Regions from separate parts of the Mus musculus genome. Here region 1 is linked to region 2. A link is a contact called in public promoter capture Hi-C data. All regions are on one chromosome and are shown on one strand. Each heading gives the region's core, a stretch centred on a gene start, on an enhancer-like site or on the middle of the called end of the contact. The rest is flanking DNA. Distances are from core to core; before and after follow the strand shown. Region 1 holds the start of Gnl3 (guanine nucleotide binding protein-like 3 (nucleolar)). Region 2 overlaps Il17rb (interleukin 17 receptor B).

The links. Promoter capture Hi-C pulls out the DNA fragments that hold promoters and counts their contacts.
Region 1: a promoter capture Hi-C map of liver shows a contact between it and region 2, with 4 times the contacts expected there. The contact joins the promoter of Gnl3 here to the enhancer-like site in region 2. A contact is called at or near these places in 4 of 39 promoter capture datasets (hippocampal neurons, liver, neutrophils and 1 more) and 1 of 115 datasets of contacts at active chromatin or transcription factors (embryonic stem cells).

What each region holds. Positions count from the first base shown.
Region 1 is chr14:31,014,340-31,021,301 of GRCm38.p6, forward strand. It overlaps Gnl3 (guanine nucleotide binding protein-like 3 (nucleolar)), which reads right to left and starts at 4,792. Exons shown (of 15, transcript NM_153547.6): 1 at 4,590-4,792; 2 at 3,469-3,527; 3 at 2,937-3,074; 4 at 2,718-2,828; 5 at 2,488-2,568; 6 at 1,983-2,115; 7 at 936-1,045; 8 at 567-687; 9 at 251-338. The coding sequence starts at 4,602. Pbrm1 (polybromo 1) reads left to right here and starts at 4,799. Exons shown (of 33, transcript NM_001081251.1): 1 at 4,799-4,954. It overlaps Snord69 (small nucleolar RNA, C/D box 69), which reads right to left and starts at 12; the gene lies at 1-12. Snord19 (small nucleolar RNA, C/D box 19) reads right to left here and starts at 1,933; the gene lies at 1,880-1,933. It also overlaps LOC115488429. RefSeq lists an enhancer at 5,502-5,530.
Region 2 is chr14:29,993,853-29,999,989 of GRCm38.p6, forward strand. It overlaps Il17rb (interleukin 17 receptor B), which reads right to left. Exons shown (of 11, transcript NM_019583.3): 9 at 5,392-5,491; 10 at 4,157-4,252; 11 at 2,316-3,337. The coding sequence ends at 2,772. It also overlaps a transcript of Actr8 not described here. Among named protein-coding and RNA genes, the nearest start is that of Mir6947, 8.0 kb to the left of the region's middle. Within about 2 kb of position 2,374, at least 34 of the 459 cell types and tissues checked have an H3K27ac peak or open chromatin away from gene starts, as enhancers often do. A contact at or near this core is called in liver, where this site is marked.

The DNA.
Region 1 (6,962 bases), core at 3,542-6,041, 1.0 Mb after region 2:
TCCAATCTGTCATCACTGCTTCATGTTTATGTGAAACCTTACACACTGTAAGATACTGTGCACTACATATCCAAACATATTCATGTTTGCATATATGGCACAGTAAGGTTATTAACTTATTTTTCCAAGACTAGGTCCAACACTATTTGTCTGAGGGAGCTTTCCTCAGCCTTTCTGGGCCTTTCCAAGGAATGCTCTTAGCCCAGCACCAGCTACTGATTTCTTTCTGATCACTGACAGTTCCATTTACCTTGTAAGTCCCATGGAAATCCCAACATTGCAAATCCATTCTTGTTTTAAGCTATTAATGACACTGCTTTTCCCCACATTTGGGAAACCTACAAATAAACATAAACTCGGATTATGCTCAGAAACACATTTTCTAATAGTTGCCTTGCCCACACCAGGCAAGTGTTTCCACTGAACTCTCAGAAGGCCATGTTTTGGCAAGGCGAGCCAGAGTTAACATTTGAGAAACCCTGTCAGTTTTAACAAAGCTATTCACACTCACAATGTCAAGACCCTGACTAAGTACTTATGTGGTAAAGAAGCTGAATGAAACGCACCAATCACTCCAACTTGAATATCCTTTCCACAGGACTGCTGAAAATCTCCAAGAAGCTTCCAAAGGGCTTCCTTGCCACAGCAGATTTTGCTTTGGAATGGAACAACTTTCTTCTTTTTTATCTTTAAACATAAAATATAGCAATTTTAATTCTGGTAAACATCACCAGGTGGAATACAAAAAGTATGACAGCAGAGAGAGTCCAGCTTTCAGAAAAACTGCTGGCCTCCACTACCTTTGCAATTTTTAATGAAATCAGAGTTGGATCTTCATGTTTTTCACTTTCATCAACATTTGTGTACTCATCACATTTCAATCATCACAGATCTGAAGAAACCAGTATTTCCCCCCACCACTAACAACAGCATACCTTGAATGTCTTTCTGTTCTTTAAGTTTGTTGAGGCTTTGAACACCACGGTTGGCAATTCTTTATTCAAATAATTTAGCCAGTTCTCCAAATTCTCCTTTGGTACTAGATCTGAATTGGGAAAGACACTTCAATTCAGTGGTTTTAAGACTAGTGTTAACTACTGATCTTACTAATCTGTACTTCCCCAATGTTTTGAGAGAAATTTAAGAGAAAGAAAATAAACTTCCTACCGCGCGGCCTGTGTCTTGAGGTGTCCCATCTCCACCTCTCAGTCCCCACAGTCCCATGGCGTCCAGGCCGGAACTGAGGATGCCCTTCAGCTCTGGAACCTCCCCTCGCCCCTCAGCGATGGGATCACAGAGGGGTACTAGCACGCTTGGTTTTATGTGGTGATGAGGAACAAACCACCTTTCCTGAGTACCAGGCAGGCACTGGACCAACTGAGCCACGTGTGAACCTCAGCATCTCCAGGATTGCTCACTCAGCCTAGGCACGAAGTCAAGTCACGCCTGTTCCCAGAATTACTTGTTACTGTGGCACCAGTTTTCTAAGCCCAAGGCACATTCTTACATTCTTCTCTCCAGTATCTTTCCCTTGTCCCTTATATTTATTGAGGCTTGAACATATTTATTGAGGCTGGCAATTTAGCTAGTTGCCCAAATTTTTCTTTCTTCTGGGCTCTCTTCCTGGTGCTTAAACCCACCCAGATATCTAATAATTTTATTTAATATTTTATCCCACATAGTAACTTTTCTTGTACCCCAGTTTAAATGGCAAACGCTCACATCAGTTCCTATATGAAATAAAGTGGTTATGGAAACTCACATTGAAGCTAAATATTAAAAAGCAGAACAGAAAAAGCCAAGTGAATAATCACTTGCAGAAACTACCTCCCCCCAGGTCTTTGGCCACCAGAGTGCACATTCATTGGCTTTGTTGAGGTCAGAGTTGGATCTTATCAGTCTTCAGTGGTAATCAGACTGTCCGATATTTTCCTCATACCTCATAGTGCACAAAATAGATAAAGGGGAGTGTTTGTACTCACCAGACTTATTTAATACAAGTATCAGCTTCTTACTCCCACTCTGGATAACAGCTTCTTCTATCTGAGGACACCTGCAACCAAGAGGATCTCTGGCATCCAAAACTTCTAACACAATGTCTGAGGCTTCAATCACCTGTCAAGTAAGAAACCATCAGAGCAGCAGTCCTTACTGAGTAGCACCCTCAACACTGACAGTGAATCCAGAAGATAGGATCTCCTGTATGCATTTCACTATCAAGTATGTTGACTGTTAAGTCTGGACATATAATCTACCCAATTGAGTCCTTAGGTTAACAGGCCTTTTTAGAAGGCAGGTAGGTGAGCTTGGGAAATGCATGCCTGAAATGGGGAGCTCTAGCAAGCAAGCACATTGGGAATCCACTGCCCACCCTTTAGACTCTGACTTCAACAGCGTTCTAAGAATTCCCTCTTTACAAAGCAGCTGTCAAGGACTAAGTTTTCAAAAATCTTAGATCATTTTTGACACTAACCTATACTAAGGTACCTTTTTAAGTTCCTGGCAATGTAACTTCTTTGGATTCTGTTTGCCTGCTTTGGCTTTCTTTCTTTTGGGCTCGTCAGATTCCTAAAAGGAAGAAAAATTAGAAACAGCAGTTGTTACCAGTATATCAACATTTCCCACAGATCACTACAGGCAATATATTTTAAATGGATGAGAAAGCCTACGTTTTGTTACTCCCAAGGAACGCAAGTTTTAAGGAAAGATAACCTTACCTCCCTAGTTTCCACATTAGACTGCTCATCACCAGGGCTAACTTCAAGTTTTCTTTTCCTTTCTTGCTCTTTTTGCCTATCAAGTTTCTGCTGCTGTTTTAGTTCTTCAAGCTGTGTCAGAGACGTGAAAGAGAGGAATGAGCGAGTGACTGGTGGCAGTGTATTGCTTTGGAAACCACATATATCATTCTACTGGAGCTTTCAGCCAGCAAAAATTACCTGCTGTTTCCTTAGTTCAGCTTCACGAAGAAGAGCCTCTTTAAAGGGAGCACTATTTGGAACACCTGGGTCCTTCCTAGGCTTCTTGTGACCCCGTTTTTTAGCTTCCTTCCTTAATTTTCGATGATGTTCTCGGACCTATTAAAAACAGCTCTATGAGGTCGGAAGGCACTTGCCTTGGTTCAATCCTCAGTATTAATACAAAAGAAACAACTCGCCCTACAAAAATACATAAGCACTGAGAACTTAGGGAACAAGCCAGCCTATCCGCAATTTATAATGGATGTGAAGCACCCTAGAAAAGCAGAACTTCAACTGGAACTATACAGGGAATTAACATGTACACAAAAAACAGAAAAGTGTTGCAGCTCTCTGTAAAGATGCCAGTGTGCTAGCTTGAGGCTTTCGTTTACCCTGTACTTTCCCACAGCTGCAGTCTGTCCAATCCTATACCATGACAAGAGCCTTCCCCACAGAGATGAAGAAAGCCATGTTAGCACCCCACTTGCTATGGGCCTCACAGAACACTTACCTTTTTTTGAATTTTATATCGCTTATGGCAGGTCATACGTTTACTCGCTTTCTTTAACTCTGCCAAAACAAAGAAAGAGAAAGACTGCACACATGAGCAGTGAGTGTTTTAAATTTCTCACATCACCTATATGGATGTTTTGCCCTCTCTTGTCAGCAGACCAACCACGTGCATGTAGTGTTCTTGCAAAGGAAGCCACAAGAGGGCTTCATCACTTGTCCTTCTACAGACAGCATGGAGCTGCCACGTGGGCTGGGACAACCCTGGGTCTTCACTCCATACCCAAAATGTTTCATTTACTTATTTTGTGTGTAGGTCTGAAAGCAATTTCCAGGAGTCAGTTCTACCTATCATATGAGTTTGAACTCTTGACAGTAAGGCTTAGTGGCAAGTGTTTATAGCCATATTCCTGGCCCTCAAGAGATTGTTTTATCAGGCCATGGGGGCCTACAACAATAAGGCTATCCCGGGCAACATAGATCTTGCCTCAACCGTCCCTGCAAAGTTATGCAGGGTATTTAATGGAAATCACACCACAACGCCAGTCAATTCGACTCGGTGGACCCACAATGGAAGCAGCTTCTAGAGGAAAGCACTACAAATATCAAGGTTTCTTTCTTTATTTTTATTTTTTCGAGACAGGGTTTCTCTGTGTAGCCCTGGCTGTCCTGGTAGACCAGGCTGGCCTCGATCTCAGAAATTCGCCTGCCTCTGCCTCCCAAGTGCTGGGATTAAAGGCGTGCGCCAACACGGCCAGGCTCTTTTTTTAATTTTTAAGCCATGGTTTCAGTATACAGCCCAGGCTGGCTGCAAACTTTCTATCTTACTGCGTCATCCTTCGTGTACATGATTAGGGCGCGTGCCACCAAGGCCGAAAGACCATGGTTCTGAATAGTTCTAGGAAAACGGCAGGCTCGAAAAGAGGCTCAAACACGTTAATCACAGAAATCTGGCTCGGTTTTCCTCTCAAGGGCTTAGCTCTCCTGCTATACAACAGGCCAAATTTGGGTCTGGGCCTTCTAAGCATCAGATCTACGCGGAACTCATCAATGGCCTATGGAGAGTCCTCTCCCTCCAGCCACAAAGCACCACCCGCGCGTTTCGCTCCCGACCCCACTCACTAGGCCTCTTCATCCTGGCCGCGGACGCTTCAGGAGCAGAGGAGGTCTCGGGATCACCACGACTTCTCGGGCGCCACGTGCGAACTGGAACTGCGGTTCAACGTCACGCGCTCCAGGACCTGCCGGAAAGTGTGTCGGGGCCGGGCCGAGTGCGCGCGCACACACATACACTGTCGCGCCGAGCCGGGCTCGCCTGGCGGCCACAGGTTGGATTTACGGCAGCACTGGGAGGGGTGAGGGCGGTGAGGGCGGCGGGTGCCGGAGAGACGGCCGCGGCCAGAGGAGCGCTAGCAGCCGTGGCGGCCACGGGGCGGGGCTCGGCGGTCGGGGACCGCAGCCGGGGCTGCAGGCGGCGGAGCGGCGGGGTAAGGCCGGGCCCGGGGCGGGCGGGGCCGCCCCTCCTCGGCCGGCTGCCGGGCCTTTGTGTCGGCCCGGGCGGGCGGGCGGGCGGGCGGGAGTCGCGGCGGAGGCCCCGCCCCGTGGTGCGGACGCGCTGGTCGGGCAGGGCGCGGGGCGGGGCGCGGCACGGCACGGCGGCGGGGCCTCGGGACAGGGCCCAGCAGCCCGGCCGCACCTGCCGCCGGGACAAAGGCAGAGCAGGGCCCGGAAACTCCCTTCGCTGCTCTTTCCCGCCCGTCGCGGGCCGCCTTCAAAGCTGTCAACGTTTCCTTTAGCCCCAGAACCAGTGACAGGTCGGGCGAACTCTTCTTTTCCTCCGCCTCTCAAGGCCTCTTTTTTTTTTTTTTTTTTTTTTTTTTTTTTTTTTTTTTTTTGGTTTCTTGTGCGTTCGGCAAAAAACTCCCTATTGAGTTTTTGTTTTTGTTTTTTTCTTTCCCAATGATCGCCCAAACGGAATATTTTTTTGTTTTTGTCAGAGAGACTTACTTATTTACAGGCTAGGTACTTAAGCTTCTCATTTGTACCGTCACGACGAGTTGAGTTTTTGTAAACTGTATTTTCTGGTTTTAAAAGTATTTTCCGTTTCAAAATTTTGTTTTCTGAAGAAGTGAGTCTTATTTTAAGAAAATTTGATATCAAAGGGGGGACAAAAATATAAAATTCCTGGAAAACAAATGACAAATACACAATAGACCGGATGTAGGAATTCGAGGACTAACTATAGAAGCGTATGGTGGAATATGCTATCTTAATCCAAACTTTTCAAAACTTACTGTAGGAGCCAGGCACAGTAGAAAACACCTGTTCTAGCTCTTGAGTTGGGAGTATCGCAAGTTCCAGTGTACTTGGGTTACATAGTGAGACCTGCCATTAAAACAAAAAAGTGGTTATACGTTTCTTTCTTAACCCATTTGGTAGTAGGCTTTTCCCCCCAAAGTAATTCAGAAGCATATTGGATTCCAGATGTTGAGGAACATAGCTTTTGCTTTAGTAGTTTTTAAGATCCAAAATGAAAGATTGGAAAGTATCCTCGTTTATCTTTGAAGTGGCCTTACTTTGCTGCTAGATTTACCTCAGACTTCTGGATCACCCGCCTCAGTCTCCTGAATGCTGGGTTTACAGGCGTGTGCCACTGCTGGAGGGTGGGGGAAGTGAGGATAGTAACTGCTGAAGACATGTTTGGGATTAAAACAGTAACACCTGTATGTGCAGATGCACCTTAGAGTGTGAAACGTAGCTCAAGTACTAGTGCATTCCCCAAATCCCCATGCTATAGACCCGTCTAGTAGACTGTTAGGAAGACATCAGACATCATGAAAGAGAGTGCTGACTTGGTTACCTCTTCATTTTTATATCACTCCATTTATGGGAAAGATAGTTGGGTTGAACTGTAGTTGAGTTGGTAGAGAATCTGGTATATTTGTGAAGCACTGGGTTCAGGTCCGTATACTACATAAACTGGACATGGTGGTACATGCTATCCCAGCATTTAGCATGTGGAGGCAGGAGGCTCAGAAATTCAAGCCCTGAGTTCAAGACTAATATGGTATGGATGAGACCCTGTTGCAAAAAGAAAAGGAGAGAAAACAACAACAACAAAAGATAACATAAGGAGTAGGTAAATATTAAAGGCTCTGAGTGGCAGTGGTGAAGGTGGTTTTCCTGTGAGAAGTAGGATGGTAATTGCCTACTTATTACCACAATTTTTGTTTTAAGTATTTGTTACAATGCTGAATATTACTAAAAAACACAGAATACTAAAAGTATGTTGTCAGGTATTTGGCTATACTAGGTACTTACACAGTTCCATATTTTTTTTTTAATATTTATTTTATGTATATGAGTATACCATAGCTGTCTTCAGACACACCAGAAGAGGGCATCAGTTCCCATTACAGATGGTTGTGAGCCACCATGTGGTTGCTGGAAATTGAACTCAGGACCTCTGGAAGAGCAGTTAGTGCTCTTAACTGC
Region 2 (6,137 bases), core at 1,124-3,623:
CCGAAGCACAGTGCGCCTGTTGTGACCATTCCGCACATGAAGGTCACTTACAGTGGTAGGTGTTGATGTGGAGGAAGTTGGTTTGTGGTCCAAGTTTTGGCACAAGCTATATCCATCTGTTAGCAGCACTTTTACAAGCTTCTGGCAACTGTCTTCCCAAATAGCCGAGCCTTGCCACGCCTGCACTGCCTCTGACATCATACACTGGATGTGACGCTCGTGTGCCACGCCTGCACTGCCTCCACCTTATCAGAGTATTTGCTGATGAAGTTGGCTGCAGGGTTTTTATTTTATTTGTAAGACTTGTGCTAGAGTGAATGAATCCCTTTTACATTGGCTCTTTAGCACACTTTTTGTATTGCTGTGGATTGAAACCAGGACCTTGTACATGATGTACAAATGCTCGAACATGACCTTTTTTTTTTTTGAAACAGAGTCTTTCCCCAGAACCCACGGCTCTGTTTGCTTCCTTCCAGTGCACTGCAACTTAAAATGTGTGCCCCAGGGAACTGGAGAGGCAGCTCAGTGAGGAAGGCCACTCGCTGCTCTTCTGGAAGATCTGGGGTTCAGGTCCCAGCGCAGGTCAGGCCGCTCCCAACCATCTGTAGCTCCAGCCCTAAGGCATCTGAGGCCTTTGGCCTCTTGTGAGTCATACTTCTGAGTGGATAGATACTCTTGTGAGTGGATACTCACATGCACATACCCATTGCAGATACACACACACACCCCTAAGACATAATTAAAAATACATAGTTTTTAAAAGTGTTTGCTACTTACCGGATCAATTACAAACTTGCTTTTGTTTTGTTTTTTGTTTTTTAAACAAGGTTTCTCAGTTATGTAGCCCTGGCTGTCCTGGAACTTACTGTGTAGACCAGGCTGGCCTCGAACTCAAGAGATTTGCCTGCTTCTGCCTCGGAGCCCTAGGATTAAAGGGGTGTCCAACATGCCAGACCTTCAGGTACAGATATCAAAGCAGTCAACTACCTGAAACAGGGTCCCATTTCAAAATAGATTGATCGTGCGTTATGAAGCCATACTAGACAAATACTTATGATAATATACATTGCTGTAGTTTCTACATTAAGAAAAAGCTGCTTTGAGAACGTAAGGAGCTAGAAGATTCAAGACCTAGCAAGGCTGTATACTGTTCCTGCTTGTTCTGGTTGGGGGTTTATTTTAGATTTAAATTAAGATTTATTTACATTGGGGTATAGCTAGATAGCGAATCAGTTAAGAGCATTTGTTCTTGCAGGAGACTGGGATTGGATTCCCAGAGTCCACATGGTGGCTCACATCTGTTCCTAATTCCAGTTCCAGGGCATCCGGCACCCTCGCCTGACCTCAGGCACCAAGCACATGTGGTACACAGACATACATGCAAGCAAAGTCCTGCTGTATATAAAATGTCTTTGTAAAATGCATGGAGAGTGGCCTGGGAAGCCAGAGAGGGTTATCAGATCCCTTTGACACTGGAGTTAAGGTGGCTATAAACAGCTATGTGGTTGCTGGAAACCGAACCAAGTCCTCTGGAAGAGCAGCCAGCGCTCTAAGCCTCGGAGCCACCTCTCCAGTTCTTGGTGGGTTTTTATTTACGCAATTAGTTATAGAAAAAGATATATTACTTAAAGAGAGTTGATCTCACTTGAAGAATTAGTTTTGACTTGAATAGGAAATGTTATGTAATAACCAAGAACTCTGCGAACTTCAATAGTGGACAGGTAACTGGACAAAAGTAGACACTGGATTTATAGGTAGCAACTTGTGTTTGTTTGGGACAGAGCCTCACTCTGTCTCTGGCTGGCCTCACACACCCAGAGGTCCTCCTGCCTCTTCCACTTGAGTGCTGGGATTAAAGGTATGTGCCACGTGCCACCACATCCAGCTGGTGATGTGGGGCTTTGGTTGATTGGTTAGTTTTTTTGGTTTTTCCAAGACAGGGTTTCTCTGTGTAGCCCTGGCTGTCCTGGAACTCACTCTGTAGACCAAGCTGACCTTGAACTCAGAAATCCGCCTGCCTCTGCCTCCCGAGTGCTGGGATTAAAGGCGTGTGCCACCACCGCCCTGCTGGTGATATGCTTGCATATTCACTTAGAGAGTCACCCGTGGGAGACTGAGGTGTAATTCAGTGTCAGAGCATTTGTCTAGTGTGCATAATACCCTGGGTTCAGTTCCTAGCCCTTCTAAGATAAAAGGTAAAGGTTACCTGTCCAAAAGTTTGGCAAGGGAAAGCACTGTCCCAACAGCAAACAGTACAGTGGTTACACATAAACTGGATCATCTGGTCAGGCAGAGTGTCTGCTTGTGTGTGTAATAGGCTTCTTCTCTTAGGAAGCTACACATTAGTGAGAGCCTCCCAAACGGATTATTCATTAACAGATTAAAATGTTACAAAACGGTCTACGTGCAGCATAGAGCATGGGCAGTGCAAGACAGACCCAACCTGACAGACAGCCTGACAGGGAAGTGCCGTATTACCTCATGGCCAGAGTGCGTGGTTCTCAGTGATAATCATTACCCAGCTTTGGGTATATCCCAAATGTAGGTCCCACTCATTATTGTCTGTAACTGTGTTGTCTTCATAAATCCAGCCAATGACTAGCCTCAGGCGTGTATGCTCAGGTTGACTTTGCAAACTCCAGTTTTAAAGCAAGTTTGTACATAGCACTACCTCCACACAGCCTCTCCCACACATTTCAGAGTCGTCACACAGCATTTGTCACTGGAAGGGAGAGTAGGAAGGCTTCAGAGTCTCTATTCCCCCGGGTGGACTACAAGGGTGAACAGCTATCATGGCAGGCTTGTGAGCGTTTCTTCACTGACATGCTCTGCGTAGCCTTGAGAAGTTCTGTGTGGAAAGCTGTGGCGTCCTTCATGAGATGATATTGGGGGCAGACACTCAGGGCATTATAGTCGCCTTTGAGGTCTGCTCCCCCAAGATAGACCACCAGGTATTTGTGCAGATGCGTCTGGCTGCTGAAATCACTACAAAAGAGGTTAAAGGCAAGAGGGAACAGATCCTGAGAGTTCTCCCTGGCGCTGCCCTCATTGTGGCCACAGGCACTGTCACAAAGGGTCGGGACGTCACTGGGAAGAAGGAAGACCACTTTATCTGCCGCTTGCTTCTGAGTGGTCAGCCACTGTACCGGCCCCATCTCGGCGATTTTCTTTTTCTGCCATTTTTCAAGGATGACCTCACTTCTGCAGTAGTTTTGAAGAAAGTCAGTGAAGCGACAGACGGTGTGATGGAAACATATCTCAGAAGGATAAACCACCAGGACCTTAATGAGGGGCAGGAGCATGGTGGAAATAGGAAAGGACGTCTTCGTGCTCCTTCCTGGAGGAGAAGGGGGGGACTTTGTTAACTGTGTGACAGATAGCAGGCCTTTACAGTAGTCTAAAACTACTAAAGGCTCCCCACCAGACTGTCAGCCAGATCAGGGTCAGAGCTTTGTTCCCGACAGGAGAAAAGGTCCTTGATAGTCCTTTTGAATACCTGAAACACTGATGCTTGAATCTTAAAAGCACTTGAAAAGATGTATTTTTAAGTCCTTATCAACAAATCAGCCTTCATAGTCAAGCCCTGTTCTTTTCAGATAAACTCAGCAGCTGCTGAGGTTTGAGGTCACTGTGTTTAAAGCAAGCTGCTGAAACTTCTGTACTGTGACACAGATGTGACCTCTACTTATCATTTTAGGAGTTGGGTCAACTGTGATTTGTACCATTTTCTCCCTGCAGGTGGTAGGGTTCTTCTACCCCTATGAAGTTCAGCCACACCCTGTGCACCACAGCAAGACTATGTAGAAAGCTACTGTAACCCTGTAGTAGCATGGCACCAACAGCATCCTCTAGATGCAGATATTCCTGAGGTGAAAGTTCATGTGGCTTTCTTAGCTTAAAAGTACGGAGTTAATCTTTGGCCATGACATAGGAATAACTCCCAGGGTACACTAAGAGCTTCTTTTTGGTTTTTTGAGACAGATCCTCATGTAGCTCAAGCTAGCCTTGAACAGTAATTCATAACATCCTTGGACCCCTGACCCCACTTCCTCTTCCTCTCAGGGCCTCAGAGTGCAGGTTTATGCCAGATTTCTTTTTCTACATATGCAGATAGGATCTCATTAGAGGGTCTTCAGAAAGTGACCACCACCCTTACCTTGCCTCCAAGTTAGGTAGATCCCAGCTGCCAGCACCCACACAGCCACCAGCAGCACCAGGAAGAGAGGCAGCCAGCCTCCCAGCATGCGTCTGTCTGCAGGAAACAGCTCAGTCACCCTTTGTAAACAGATTCTTTTACTCTCCTTGGAAGTTTAGACCTTGCAAACCAAGGGCTGGAAGGTCTTGGGGGGAGGGAGGGATCTGCTGATTAAGGGTTCTTTGCCAGTATCCAGATCTCTTCCAAAAAATGTATTATTGTGTAATGAATGATGGTTCAGCCATCACAGGCTAGGCTCACAACACTGACAACAAAAGTAGTAGTGTGATGTGTGCAAGCGCAGGCCCTCGTGCCACAGCGTATGCGTGGTAGGCAGCTTTGGATATGCGCTCTTTCCTTTGACCATGGGTTCCAGGAGAGATCCAACCCAGGTTGTAAAACGTGTGTAGCAAGTGACTGTCCCCACTGAGTAACTCACCAGCGTTCTCCCTGGATTCTCAACAGGAACTGGGAGCCCTTCTCTAAACTCAGGCTTCTAGTCCTCAAGCACACGAATTAGCACTGTGGCAACTAGAGTTTGAACACTCGAGTTTTGTCATTTGAAGAATTTCTGATCCTCGGGATGAACTTATATACATAATACACATACACATATATATATACACATACACACACACACGTGTACCCACATAGAAGTCAGGGTCCTAGGGTAATTATCAAAAGCTTATTTGGCTGACTCTTGTCTTTCGGCCCCACCCATGGGCTAGGTTCAGAACATTCTCTATGTCCATAAAAAGAACCGAGGCATCTCTAAATCCAAAGACATTTTCCAGAACAGGCTCGCAGGCACCAGGGCGGTGTCTTTTGGTGCCAGTGTTCCTGATTTGTTAACCAAATAAGATTCAGAGAGAATGTCTTGCAGCACTGCTGACACCAGTCCTTGGTTCCCATTCTGTAGCCTCGTGGCACTTAGAACAACTCCTGTGTGCTCTTCCCCACCCCCACCCCACCCCCGTGTATACCCTGCTTTTGAAAAGAGAGGGCCTTCATTTCAAACAAGCCTTTCTTACTTGGCCATTAGCTCTCTGGGGCAGCATAGTCTGTCAGAGCAGTTCCCGGCACACAGGCCGGGACCTCTTACTGCTTCTCACAGACAGAGCATAACCTGTTACATATGAAAGGGGCTGTGTGCTTCATGAGTCTCTGTCCATCCTGAGGTAATGACGGGTACTTACTGTCATCTGGAGGGATGGGAGCACTTGTCTCTGAGCAAAGCACAACTGTCCCTTCGCGTCGGATGCAGTCATTGCCGCAGGTATGTAAATATGGGGTCAGCTGAGAAGAAGGGCCAATCAGAATGTTCTCAGGAAATGCCTCAGGAAATGTTCTACAGTGTCCCACTTGAAACACACCCCCCACCCCTTTTTTTCTCTTTTCTTTTCCTTCCTTTTCTTTCTTTTTCTCATACCTCTTGGCATGGTCAAGTTTCTGCTTGGTTACATTTCTGTAGCCCAACAAATCCAGTCTGGTGACCCCAAGACCAAAACTCCTGCAATGCCCTTGAACTTTGTGCCATCACTGACGTAGTATTTTCCCAATCTAAAAGGGCAGCTCCATCCTGATAAACATACAGATCTTGCCACTGGACAACAGGAGGTGTCTCCCTGGCCCTCACTTCCTGAAACGAGCAGTTGCTGTGGCCCCGGGGTCTGCTGTCCTGCTCACCCTGAGTGCTTGGTGCTCCAGGGAGTAGAGAGTGGCTTGGGTGTGGTTGTGTTGTACTGTGACCCCTGTATACCCATGTTGTATTCTACTGGGGATCTGACTTCCTGTTTCCACCTGGGCCACCCGAGGCCCCCAGAAGACAAACAGTGGCTCTCCAAAGTTCAGGCATTGCTCTGCACCCCAGTCTTTCAGCCCCAAACCTTTGCAGCTTCACCTCTCACTCGGGGGGAAGTAAAATGGCTGTCCTATCTCAGCA